Regions from separate parts of the Gasterosteus aculeatus genome. Here region 1 is linked to region 2. The links are chromatin contacts, called in public Hi-C maps. All regions are on one chromosome and are shown on one strand. Each heading gives the region's core, a stretch centred on a gene start, on an enhancer-like site or on the middle of the called end of the contact. The rest is flanking DNA. Distances are from core to core; before and after follow the strand shown. Region 1 overlaps celsr2 (cadherin, EGF LAG seven-pass G-type receptor 2). Region 2 holds the start of celsr2 (cadherin, EGF LAG seven-pass G-type receptor 2).

Evidence for each region. Hi-C and Micro-C count contacts between places; a contact is called where the count stands out from the background.
Region 1: a Hi-C map of skeletal muscle shows a contact between it and region 2, with 8 times the contacts expected there. The contact joins the enhancer-like site here to the promoter of celsr2 in region 2. A contact is called at or near these places in 5 of 6 Hi-C or Micro-C datasets (liver, skeletal muscle, tail fin and 1 more).

The regions. Positions count from the first base shown.
Region 1 is chr17:9,482,744-9,485,984 of fGasAcu3.hap1.1, reverse strand. It overlaps celsr2 (cadherin, EGF LAG seven-pass G-type receptor 2), which reads right to left. Exons shown (of 34, transcript XM_040203515.2): 9 at 3,052-3,221; 10 at 2,428-2,607; 11 at 2,239-2,352; 12 at 1,672-1,828; 13 at 1,389-1,530; 14 at 1,168-1,288; 15 at 883-1,066; 16 at 659-760; 17 at 416-510; 18 at 41-250. Among protein-coding and RNA genes, the nearest start is that of dstyk, 26 kb to the left of the region's middle. Within about 2 kb of position 1,729, at least 3 of the 9 cell types and tissues checked have open chromatin away from gene starts, as enhancers often do.
Region 2 is chr17:9,443,460-9,446,478 of fGasAcu3.hap1.1, reverse strand. It overlaps celsr2 (cadherin, EGF LAG seven-pass G-type receptor 2), which reads right to left and starts at 1,397. Exons shown (of 34, transcript XM_040203515.2): 1 at 1-1,397. The coding sequence starts at 1,079. capzb (capping actin protein of muscle Z-line subunit beta) reads right to left here. Exons shown (of 9, transcript XM_040203526.2): 9 at 2,637-3,019.

The DNA of each region.
Region 1 (3,241 bases), core at 480-2,979, 39 kb before region 2:
GCATTGTTGTTGTTTATTGTTGAGATACACGCTTGCTCACCTCAGTGAAGTGGACGTCCTGCGTAGCTGTGAGGTTGAAGCCCTGCTGCTTGTTCTCGTGCTGCAGAAGACTCTGCGTGAGCCGATAAGCCACCTTCACGTCGCTGCCGTAGTACTTCTCCGTGTGCAAGGTGGCGTTGGCCAACATGGCGGCCGTCTGCTGGACATGTCCAGAGTCCAGCAGCGACGTGTTACGGGAAAACTTCTCAGACTGGAGGGAGGAAAGGATAATCATTCATTTACGTTTTGATGCTGCGTGAGTAAAAGGTATTTTTAACCGAACTGAAAAATATCAATTTCAATTACAAATGAGGGTGTTATTGTTGGAATCCTAAGGTTCATTTAAAAAGATAAGACGGAGGGAGAAGCCACACACCAGGGCTTTCAGCTTGCTGAAGGTAACAGAGGTGCAGTTGAAGAGATTGGGAGGCAGCCAGCCCTTGTGCTCGTCGCAGTGGCGGATCGCTGTGCCTGAAGAAAGGGGGAGAAAGTTACCACGTGGGAGTTGAGAAACAGTGGAGCTGCAGCGGGGAGAGAAGGCTTGAGGCAAGTTTAATATACTGCTTATATATTATTATACTGGTCATTTGATGGGCAGCCTGAAAAAAAAACATCATACCGAGAGTTCCCTTGGGACAGTGAACTGCTGCAGGGAGACCAAACTTAGTCCTGGGCCACCAGATCCCGGCCTCGATGGCCTGAGGGCAGCTGTCATAGATCACTGAGTGAGGTGGAGCAGGAGGGAGAGAGATTTAATATATTTAATATATTTCTAGCTACAATAAAGTGGGGCCTATGAATTAAGCATTGTAATAACCTGAGAGTAATCGGATTCATTCTGACCTTCGCAGCCGTTGGGTGAAACCTCAGCGAAGGGGTTGTCGCAGTGGTCACACTGGCGCCCGATGACGCCGGGTTTACACTGGCACTGGCCGCTCTCTCGGTCGCACGCTCTGGAAAAGGAGCCGACCGGGTAGCAGTCGCACAGCAGGCAGGTGTCGCTGCCTTCGGGGAGGTAGTGGTTGTCCTGTGGAGTGGAGAGACAAAGTTTTTGATTATCAATTGAAAAACAAAAAAATCTGTTTTCCATTAGCGGCCTCGGTCGGTGCAGGTCGGGCACATGCTCACCTTGCAGCGGCATTCTCCGCTCGTCTTGTTGCAGTCAGAGTCGAAGCCCTTGTCTGTCTGACAGCTACAGGGGCCGCAGGTCTTGTGACCCCACCAGCCTCTGGGACACGGCAAATCGGTTCTGCACACACAAGTACAGCATTACTTCTCCTGCAGAGCAACAAAACAACACGCCACACAAAAACATACAGGGTTTTACATAAACGTTGAAAAAAATTTACTTTTTTTCGCAGTAACGGCCAAAGTAGTTCTTAGGGCAGTCGCAGGTGTAACCACGAGAGGAGCTTGGCTTCCGGGTGCATGTTGACTCGTGCTCACAGGGGTTCAGTGAGCATGCATCGGTGCAGTTGGTGCCATAGTAGCCTGTGAAATAAAGGTGAAAAGAAAGAATAAGCTGCTGTGCTCTCACAACACTGTGAACCGTATTTACACATCGGTTTAAAGTAACCGCTCAGCCCTGCAGAATGTTTTACGATTGTGTTGGCGAAGTGCAAGCGGACGGACCGGCGAGGCAGGTGCAGGAGTGGCTGTCCCAGTCGTCGCTGCAGTAGCTGCTGGCAGGACAGGGGCTGGAGCTGCACGGGTCGGGCACGTTGCAGCCCGCCTCCACGTTCACCTTCCTCGCCTGAGACAGACTCAGAGCTCCGCCCACACGCAGACCCTGCAGGAGAACCAAATAAACATTTTGTTGGGGGGGAAAAGGAATGTTCTCTTAAGCACAAGATTGCTGTTTTCGATGGGTTGAAACACAAAGAAGTGCCTGTGTGTAAACATTTTGTGTGTTATAGTATTACAAAATGGCCATCTACCCTGCATCATAAGCTCAAGCAGTTAAAACCGTCGTTTAAGCAAGATTCTCATTTAAAGGGCAAGTGAAGAAGACAGTAGATCAAATCTGGTAGAAAAGTGATTGAGTTTTTTTTGTCAGGTTTCAACTGATTTTTAATGACTGCAATTGTATATATTCAAATACATTTCATAATTTTCAATATTGTGCTTGTGTTGTGCTTTATAGAGTAGAAGACCTTTAATATCTATGCACACATATAAGACATAAGTGAGCTCGCGGACCTGTATACAGCCACGGAAGCCATGCTGAATTTTCCCATCAGTTCTTTCCAAACCACCAACGCTCACAGTCTTCAGCTTGGAGTCTCGGAGCTTCCCGTCCACCTCCATACTGGCCTGAAAAGGTACAGACTTTATTGCTGCCAAGCTACAGTATCTTAATTCATCTGCAGGGATGAAACGCCAACTCACCAGGTAAAGGCCCTGGTCTAAAGACAGCACTGCTTTGTGGTGGCTTGCTGCTCCCTCCAGACTGCTGATATCCAGCTGCAAATGGTGCCAGTCTCCATCGTTCACCAGGACCTCCTCCACACGGGAGAGAGTCGAGTCCTCCCCCCTGTGCAGCCCCATCAGCACACTCCCCCCGCGCAGCTACAGAGGCGACAGGGAGCGAGGCGGGAAAAGAGTGGAATCAGCAGGACGGAGATTGAGACGATGTTTGATACCAGAGGAGGAAAATAGAGCACCAGGATTTAGCAATGCATCACACGATGAACAGGAACTGCCAAGGTTCAAACGTTGAATTGCTAGAAATAGAATATAGTACAGTTACGCAACATCAGGCATGCGTCAGTCTAGACGAGCTCAAAAGCAGCTGCTTCAATGAGAGATTCAGCATTTGGATGTGCTGAAACTCATATGGCCAATAGGTGGAGCCTCAGTCCTAAAATGTTTGATCTTTAGGAAAAGATGCCTCACTAGACTTTGCACCCATTGAAGAAGTGAAGTTATGGCTCTTTGCTATTAGGAGGGAAGGACTAAGAAATAACATAATAATTCTAGTTAACTTTCTCCTTTAGGACTTGTTGCTCTCACCTGCAGCGTGAGGTTGTGCTGCTGGCCTGCGGAGATGTGCAGCAGCGTCGCGCTGGCCTGACGTGTGCGGAACATGAGCTCTACATGCCAGGGGACGGAGGACGCGGCCGCCGCCATGTTGTTCCACTGCAACACACTGTTACCCAGGAAACGCTGCGGGCTTGCCATGACTAGAAGGAGAGAGTACAAA
Region 2 (3,019 bases), core at 148-2,647:
ACTGTGATAGTGAGGGTGGCCATGGCGGTGCGCCGAGGCACGCCGTGGTCAACCGCGGTCACACGGAACACGTGGGTGTCTTTAGTCTCCCGGTCGAGCACCTCTACCGTGGACACGTAGCCGTTGGCAGGGTCCACGGCGAAGAGATTGTTTGAGCGGCTGTCAAAGAGGGCTTCTATAAAATACTCCAGCCTGCCTGCCTCCCCCTCGTCGCCATCCACTGCTTTCAGAACAACAACCGAAGTTCCGGAAGGCTGATTCTCCGCCACGGATACTTGGTACATCGGGGGTTGAAACTGGGGGCTGCTGTTGATGCTTCTCCTCTTCCTCCTGCTCACAATCCCCGAGTCAGACAGAGCTGCCTTTTCCATCAGCTTGCCAAGGTGGCCCTGCCTGAAGGGGCCCTGTCCCACACGCCAATGGACAGAGACGGGGTGCAGTTTAGCGCTCGGTCCCTCTCCCGAGAGCACATCGCAGAGCAAGTCCAGCTCCAGCAGCGTGTCCTGCCTCCAGCACAGCGTCTGAGACACAAACAAGTCCCCCTCGGAGAAGTAAAAGTCCCGACTGTTGGAGACTTTGCAGCGGATCGGGGCTCCTGGCAGCAAACCCTCCACTGCAAATAAAGCAGAGCCGGCTCGGTGGCACTGCGCGCGTTGGTGGCCGCGGGTGCCACCAAACAAACTGAGCACCTCCATGTCCCACTGAGGTTTTCTTTTACGCTTGTTTGAACAGTTCCTACCGTGGACATGCACGTCGTACTGGCTGGTGAGGAGATGCCTGTAGCCGGAGTCCGTGCAGTCGGCCACGGTGTACACGGCGAACGGGTTGGCGCGCAGCGAGGCGCACTTTACGGAGTCCGACACGAACACAACGCCCGCCGCTGCGTCCGTCCCCAGAAACCGCTCCGTGAATTTGGGAGCGAGTACCTGATCCAGAGCGCACCGCGCGCCCCGCTGCGCGCCGGCCACCACCGTCCTCGGCCCCGCATCCTCGCCGATGTGAACGGCGTAAGAACGCACCGGCGGAACCAGTTTACACCACAAGAGAATCCACAACAAATCCCATTTAGCGAAGTGCATCGCTCCTCAGTTCTGTGTTCCACCGGGTCCCCCGGGTGGGAATCTCTCTCTCTCTCGCTCTCTCGCAGCTCCGTATTCCTTCAAACTTCCCGCCTGTGAGTTTCCCTTTGTTGCAGAGGAGCCATGCTCTCAGCGGGCGCACTTCTCTGCGGCCACTGCGGTTGTTTGGAAGAGGTGAAGCCGCGGTGACCCGGTCCGGAGCGGCTCGCTCGCTCTCACTCGCTCGCTCGCACGCCGGCAGCAGCAGCAGCTCCGCTCGGTCACAGCAACTCCGCTCGAGTGGTGAAAATGGCTCCAGCTCCCCCTGCGCCGCCAGTTTCATTATCATAAACCCCTCTGTGAGTGCGTGTGCGTGCGTGCGTGCGTACGTGAGAGAGAAACAGCTCCTTAGGGACTAAAGAATTGACAAGTTACCCCTAAATTGTAACTTCCTAAAAGCTTCTTTCGTGTATTTTACTCGACATTGTATTTATTTTACTTGACAAAATTGTGTTTATTAGCTTATTCCTTGCCGTATTAGAACAATGCAGCTGTATACACTTCCAGTGTAATATGTTCATAATGTGGTTTTATTGAAGTTTTGAAAACAACACTGCAAAGTGTTGGCAAAGGGAGAGCAGCGTGGTCTCACACACAACCACCACCATCAGTACCGATGTGATCTCATATCTACCACCTCTCCCAAAGGGTTTACTCATTAACAGGCGGACATTCCTCAAACAGAAGGCGAATAATGTTTTAACACAACACGATGAGGCTGGAGAGGTTTTTTTTCACCAGTGTTTAGAAATCGTAGAAAAGACCATTTAAACTTAGTACACAAATTCCTGTCATTTTTTGTCATCACATCGAAAAATGGGAGCTGTAAAAAATATAAATATTAAAATTATATATACCACATATATATATGAGCAAGATACAGGTGGAGTACAAAACATAACTGCGTTTAGACAGACGAATAACGTCTGCGATAAAGCGGGTGAAACTCGATGTGCGCACACTGACCCCTTGTGGACAAACCGGAGTCTCGCAGCCGGAGAATCCTTCGTCCAGCAGAAGTCTCTGTAGTTCTCTTCGCCTCTACAGTATTTCCATGAAGACGTTGGGTGGAATGAATGAGAGGCTCTTCAACTCTATTGAAAATCTTCTAGTTTGTCCGTGCGCCCTACATCTGGACTTATTGTAGGGGGGAAAAAAATCACTGATAAAACATTGAGTAGTCGGCATTAGCATGTGGATTAGTCACAGTTGTCAGATACTATAATTTATAGTGATGTGACTAAACAGAAATATCCATCAAAGCTACAGCCCAATGTGGTCAATTCATAGGCGGTTCTCTTTTTTAACCTTTTCCCCATTTCAATTGTTTTAATAGCACCACCTTACAATTATTCAATGTACAGTATCTATTAAGTGGTGAAGAAAGTACTCAGATCTTTAAAGTAGCAATACCACAATATATGAAAAATGTTTTACAACCACTAGGCATGCATTCATATTACAGTGGATAAATGTACTGTGCCTTATCTCAAAAAAACATGAGCAAACAAATAGGGGCAGCTTTTTACTGTTTTTATTGTTGCTGGAGGCTCTAATACAATATGAATCATAAGCTTTACAAAATAAAAACAAAAATACAACAAAAAGATTCCCCTCCAAAATGGAAACAAGACAAAGGTTTCCACTGAGACACAATGACGAACTGTGACCCCCAACAAAGACGTAATAGGTAGGAGAGAAAAGTGGATTAAGCTGAACAGAGGGGATGCATGTCATGTTATACACAGTGTAGGGGCCTTGGGGCAGAGATCATAACAGTCCATCCCCGTGTTTTATAAGTTCACATTTCCACTCACTGCATCCCCACACTGGCTCACATGCATGTGGACAGAGTGGAATAAAGAGTAAAAAGCTTTTAACGCAAACCGAAGGCCGCCCTC